Linked DNA regions of Mus musculus: region 1 is linked to region 2. The links are chromatin contacts, called in public Micro-C maps. All regions are on one chromosome and are shown on one strand. Each heading gives the region's core, a stretch centred on a gene start, on an enhancer-like site or on the middle of the called end of the contact. The rest is flanking DNA. Distances are from core to core; before and after follow the strand shown.

Region 1 (2,700 bases), core at 94-2,593, 130 kb before region 2:
ATCCATGGCACCCGGCTTGCTCCTACTCGCGGCTCTGCAACCTGTCCCAGATCCAGCAGCTATAAACTCGGAGGAGCTAAAGGCAAGATTTTATGGTGAGATGTGACTATATTTGATGAATGACACTTAAAAAACAGGCATGAAGGCCTGTCGCAAGTGAGAAGGCAGTGCAGAGAGGTGTGAGAAACAAAGAGGATCATGGGAGAAGCCAGGCAGGAAAGCAAGCAGAGAGGTGGGGCCAGGGACACAGGAAGCCGAAGACAAAAGAACAGGAGGGGCTTTGAAAATTGAAGTCATACTAAAGACCTAAACACTTCTTCAGTATCTCAGCTGCAATCCTTACAGCTTTTCCAATGGCCACTATACACTCAGAGTTGTTAAGACACAAAAATAAGCTTATAAGGTTAAGAGACAGAGCTGGGTTGTGGTGGCAGCAATGGCACAGGACTTTAATCCCAGCACTCAGGAGGCAGAGGCGGGCAGATCTCTGAGTTTGAGGCCAGCCTGGTCTAGCTTTATAGCTAGTTCCAGGACAGCCAGAGCTACACAAAGAAACCCTGTTTCAAAAAATACCAAGAAGGAGGGAGGGAAGGAGAGAGAGAGAGGGAGGGAGGAAAGGAGAGAGAGAGATCGATCAAGTAAAAGATGGAAACACATAGAAACTGAACTGCCAACACAGTGGGGGAGGGAGGATGTGTGGCAACACAATCTTACAACTATGTCTGTTATCAAGGGCATCCTCCAAATATCTGTTCTCAAAGAACAGCTTCATCTTGAGGTCCACCTATTTCTGGACTGTTTCTGGAAAAAGATTCCTGAGGTTGATGCCAGCCCTATCCTAACTTGGGCAGTCTCAGCCACAGAGTAGATACTGTAGCACTGGCTCAAGCAGAGAACAGACTGGACTGAGAGGAAGCAGCAAGACAAGCCTGCGGCACGCAGAGGCCCGGGTCTGCACAGCCACCAAGGGCATGGTTGCATAAAACACAGGAACTGGGGTAAAGGTCCCAAAAAACCCCGGCAAGTCCTCCTGTATCACCCTACTCCCCAGTGCTCTGCAACCTGCCCCAGATCTAGCAACTAGAAAGAACCACTCGATATGAAATAACTCCGGTTGTTAAACATTTTAAACATCAATATCTCTACCAATGAATGAAGTTAATCAGGGCTACTGAAGTTTGGTGCTGAAGCTCCGAGCAGGACTTCAAATCCCAAAGGTAATGAAAGGGAGGCAGCAGCAGTCAGTCAGGGGTAGATGTTTGGCCAAGACTCCCTATCAAGCCCCCCAGACTGGCTGCTATGCAGGAACCAAAGAGCAGAGGTCCCGGCATACACTGCGCTGGTCAGAAATGTCTCCAAACCGCCCCAGCCCCATCACTGTGCACAGGAGAGGAAGGGCTGACTGATGCTCCTGACTATGTTATGGGAACGAGCTTTTGGCCCCTGCTGAGATGAAGTGTATATTTGGTCTGTGTTCAAGACTTAAATGCTTTTCTGGCAGTACATTCTCTTTCAAAATCTGCTTACTCTGGAGGTGTACTTATCAGAAAGCTGGGGGGAGGGGATGCAGAGGGAGTTGTCCCATGACCTAACAGCCGCTGATAATGTATTCTGAGTAAAGAGGAGAAACGGGGAGCAGGACGCAGGCTTCCCGGCAATCGGAGGTCAATGCGGTCACTGAGAAATGCTGTGCAGTGAGTTTTTGTCACAGCCCCTTACAGTGTCCAGTTCTCCTGCTCTCCCTCCATTCGCCACACCCCCTCAGCACTGGGCGGAGCACGGCACAGACTTCAGCATGCCACGCCCACTCTGCACTCTGTGGAGGCGCAGCCTAGATCTCAGCAAGCACTGCACCGGGGGACCCTTTCCTGGGAGGATGCTACTGAGTCTGAAGCAGTGGCTAAAGCTATCATGATGTTGTACAACCTTCCCTGGAGTCTCCCTGATATTCCAGCAAGAACTACGAACTTTCCAACCTCCACCCCTTGACTCTGGTTGGCTTCCCCAGTTCGTGAACTTGACTGGAGTTTGTTCCAGTGTGACTTTTTGTAGCGTTCTTCAGCCTGACGTACTCAGAATGCGTTCACGGCCATGATAACTCCACCCCCACACCGACTCCACCACCCCACCACTGTCGGGTTCTGTTTCTCCTACCTACGTTCTTTCAGACTCTCCACAGGTTTTGACTTTGGTTCTTTTACCTGTCTGACATGCTCAGAAAATACTGATCACAAAACATAAGTCCTCCTATAAATGTACCATTTATGTCTGAACTAAAAATCTGTCTGAATGACCCTGCTCTATCTTTCTAAAACATCCTTCCAAAACAATCCCTAGCAGTAACACAGATCCTACTTATCTTCCTAGACTGATAGAGATTTAGCAAGGATTCCGATAGATAGTATTTCAAATGCACATCTTTCTAACTGAATAATTTTCCAACATATGGCTCCACCATTCTTTATTATATCACTAACTCAAACTGAGATACTTTAAATTTTAATTGTATGGAATACAAGAAGCAAGGTATATGTGTGTGTGTGTGTGTGTGTGTGTGTGTGTTTCCCTAGGCTAGTTGGTTGTTCCTTTGTCTGTTGTTGTTGTTGTTTGTTTGTTTGTTTGTTTGGCACAGGCTAGAGTCACTGGGAAAGAAGGACCATCAATTGAGAACATGCTATCATCAGATTGGCCTATAGGCCA
Region 2 (2,700 bases), core at 58-2,557:
CAAGCCCAATCTCTGACCCCAGACAAGGGGGAAGAGAAGGGAGGGGGAGAGGGAAAAGGAGAGGAGGAGGGGAAGAGAGAGAGAGAGAGAGAGAGAGAGAGAGAGAGAGAGAGCTCTATCACAGGTCCAATTTTCAATTTTGCTTATATAAAAAGTATCTCCTCCCCTAAACCCTACACAGGCTCCAACCCTGTCAGTAAGGTCTGAACCATTTTACATTCACAGAAGGGTAGCTAGCGGCAACTGACAAAGGAAATATCTATTTAACCTTTTTTGTTTGTTTTTTGGTACAGGGTTTCTTTTTGTTTTTTTGTTTTTTTTTTTTTTTGAGACAGGGTTTCTCTGTGTATTCCTGGCTGTCTTGGAACTCTCTCTGTAGACCAGGCTGGCCTTGAACTCAGAAATCCGACTGCCTCTGCCTCCCAAGTGCTGGGATTAAAGGCGTGCGCCACCACCGGCCCGGCTCGGTTTTATTTTATAAGAGTCCAAGTGTATCTTGAAAAATTACATTATACCCCTGGGATTTAGCTGCTTTTACTTTCCCGCTGAACTCTGTACTCTAGTTTTACTCCTTGCTCCTCTCTCTGGTCCTTGAGTGAGACTGAATATTTACTAGCACCGGGAGATAGAAAACATGAGAGAGATTGAGTAGCTCAAGTGCTTCAGGTCTTGGACTTCACTTAAACCTATCCATCCATCTATCGATCCATCCTTCCTTCTGGCCCGAAACAAAGACCACTGAGCATTGCTTTCATAGCAGTATGATCACTAAAGGTCTGAAAGGGTTAACTGACATTACTAGGACTGTTTTGCCCACACCTCTGTGTTCCACTCTCCAAGTAATTAACCTATCAACTCAACCTAGCCTGAAAAGAACAAGGGAGAAACAGGAAAGGCTAGGGGCAGCCCTCTGGAACCTTATCAGTAATGCTACTTTTAGTTTACAGGAACCTGTGGACAACAAGGAAGCCCCTTTGTGAGACTTCTGCGAGAATTAATGACCTCTCAGGAATGCCATATATAAGCTCTTGCCCTTGCTTTGCCAAGATGTAATTGGGAGGAAAAAGTCTTCCATGTTTTCATCTGCCTTGCTTGTTGCCAGTGGGGCTCTTTTCCTGTCAGTGTCTCTAAGTGAAAGGCGGCAGCGGAACGAGAATTGGCGTGGACTCAAAACTACATCAAGACCCTCACCACCTCCTCCTGCCATCTTCCGGAGATGCAGATGAGCGCCGAGCTCCGGATCCTCGCCACCTTTCCCCGCCACGCGGTCGTCAGCCTCGAGACCGGCGGAAACTACGACTCCCAGAATCCCTCGCGGGGCGGGAGGAAGGCGGGGAGCGTACAAAGCGGCGCTGGAAGCTAGCGGCAGTGAGGCCGCGCTTGGGGTCCGGCAGCTTGGCGTCCCCGCGGCCTGAGGCGTCAGCTGCGTGGGCGCTCACGCAGGGCGGGTCGCGCGGCGCCGGGCGAGAGGGAAGTCGTGGCGGCGGCGTCGGGAACAGCAGCGGCGGCGGCGGGAGCGTGGTGCTGACAGGCCGTGGGAGAAATGGGAGACCCAGGGCCGGAGGTGAGTGGTGGCGGCCCGGGCCTTGGCTCCGCCGAGCCCGACCCCGAAAGGTTTGGTTTGTCTTCTCAGCTTTGGGCTCAGCCGGGCGGCGGCCTCGGGCGAGTGCGGGGCCTCCGGGCCTGGTGCACGTCTGCGTGGAGTCCTCAACAATGGCGGTCCGGCCGCCCCCAGCCCCTGGCCGCCCTAGCCGAAGCAGCCGCAGCCCCGAGGGTGAGAAGGGCTTGGAGGCAGGCTGGCCTTGTACTTGAAGCCTGCATCCCCGACCCCGGGGGTTTAGAGCCTGCATCCCTGCCCCTGTAAGAGGCGGGGAGGGGAATTGTGGCAGCTCGCCTGGGAAGCTAGGTCTCTGCAGCTCCAAGACGGCTTAGCACGCCCGGCCTCCTCCATGCAGTTCCCTGGGCTGGATTTCCGCTTGGTCCTGCTGCTTCCCCTCAGGGGCTTTTGTCTTTAATCGATCCTTTTGGGGAGAATTTCTTCCTGCGATCTTGTGGCTGAATCGATAAGCGTGTTTTGGCTTTTGTTTATAGATAATAGAATCTGTCCCACCAGCTGGGCCCGAGGCATCAGAGTCTACCACGGATGAAAACGAAGATGACATTCAGTTTGTTAGTGTAAGTAGAGACAGACAATCGCGGTTTGCTGGAGTGAAGTGTGGTAAGCCATTGTATGATTAAGCCCCACCAGACAGGCAGTCATCACTCAACAGACTCAACAGATAGTCATGAATGGCGAATAGCTGTCGCACACTGATGCTGGGGACTTTCACCCTAAGGGATACCTCAGTGCTTGGGGCTACCTGAACAATTGGAGTAGGCATCCGAATTGTTTTGTGCTTCCTGGTACTGCCCAGGGCTTAACTTCTGTCCAAGAAAGAAGACACACAGGACTAGTTAATGCCAGGAGGTTGGAAGTAAGGCCTGCAAAGAACATTGCATCTTAGCATGATGTATCCTCTAATCGCTGAGGACTTCCCTAACGTCTGAGGTCATCTTGTTACATCACAGAAAATTGTTGGTCACAATGGGGAGGCCTGTGTCACCTGAAACACTGCTGTTTTTCTACATTTGTTCCTTTGGGGAGCAGGTGTTCTCCAGCGTTGAGTGGAAGCTGTAAGATCTGGGCCCCCTCCAGATCTG

The links. Hi-C and Micro-C count contacts between places; a contact is called where the count stands out from the background.
Region 1: a Micro-C map of embryonic stem cells shows a contact between it and region 2, with 3 times the contacts expected there. The contact joins the enhancer-like site here to the promoter of Zfp451 in region 2. A contact is called at or near these places in 3 of 39 promoter capture datasets (3T3-L1-derived adipocytes, embryonic stem cells and second pharyngeal arch cranial neural crest), 4 of 484 Hi-C or Micro-C datasets (embryonic stem cells, forebrain and uterus), 3 of 115 datasets of contacts at active chromatin or transcription factors (bone marrow-derived macrophages, embryonic forebrain and forebrain) and 1 of 9 other capture datasets (adipose tissue).

The regions. Positions count from the first base shown.
Region 1 is chr1:33,944,229-33,946,928 of GRCm38.p6, reverse strand. All of the region lies in intron 2 of Dst (dystonin), which reads right to left. Among named protein-coding and RNA genes, the nearest start is that of Dst, 37 kb to the right of the region's middle. Within about 2 kb of position 1,343, at least 65 of the 459 cell types and tissues checked have an H3K27ac peak or open chromatin away from gene starts, as enhancers often do. A contact at or near this core is called in adipose tissue, embryonic stem cells, forebrain and 1 more, where this site is marked.
Region 2 is chr1:33,813,202-33,815,901 of GRCm38.p6, reverse strand. It overlaps Zfp451 (zinc finger protein 451), which reads left to right and starts at 1,307. Exons shown (of 15, transcript NM_133817.3): 1 at 1,307-1,564; 2 at 2,092-2,175. The coding sequence starts at 1,544.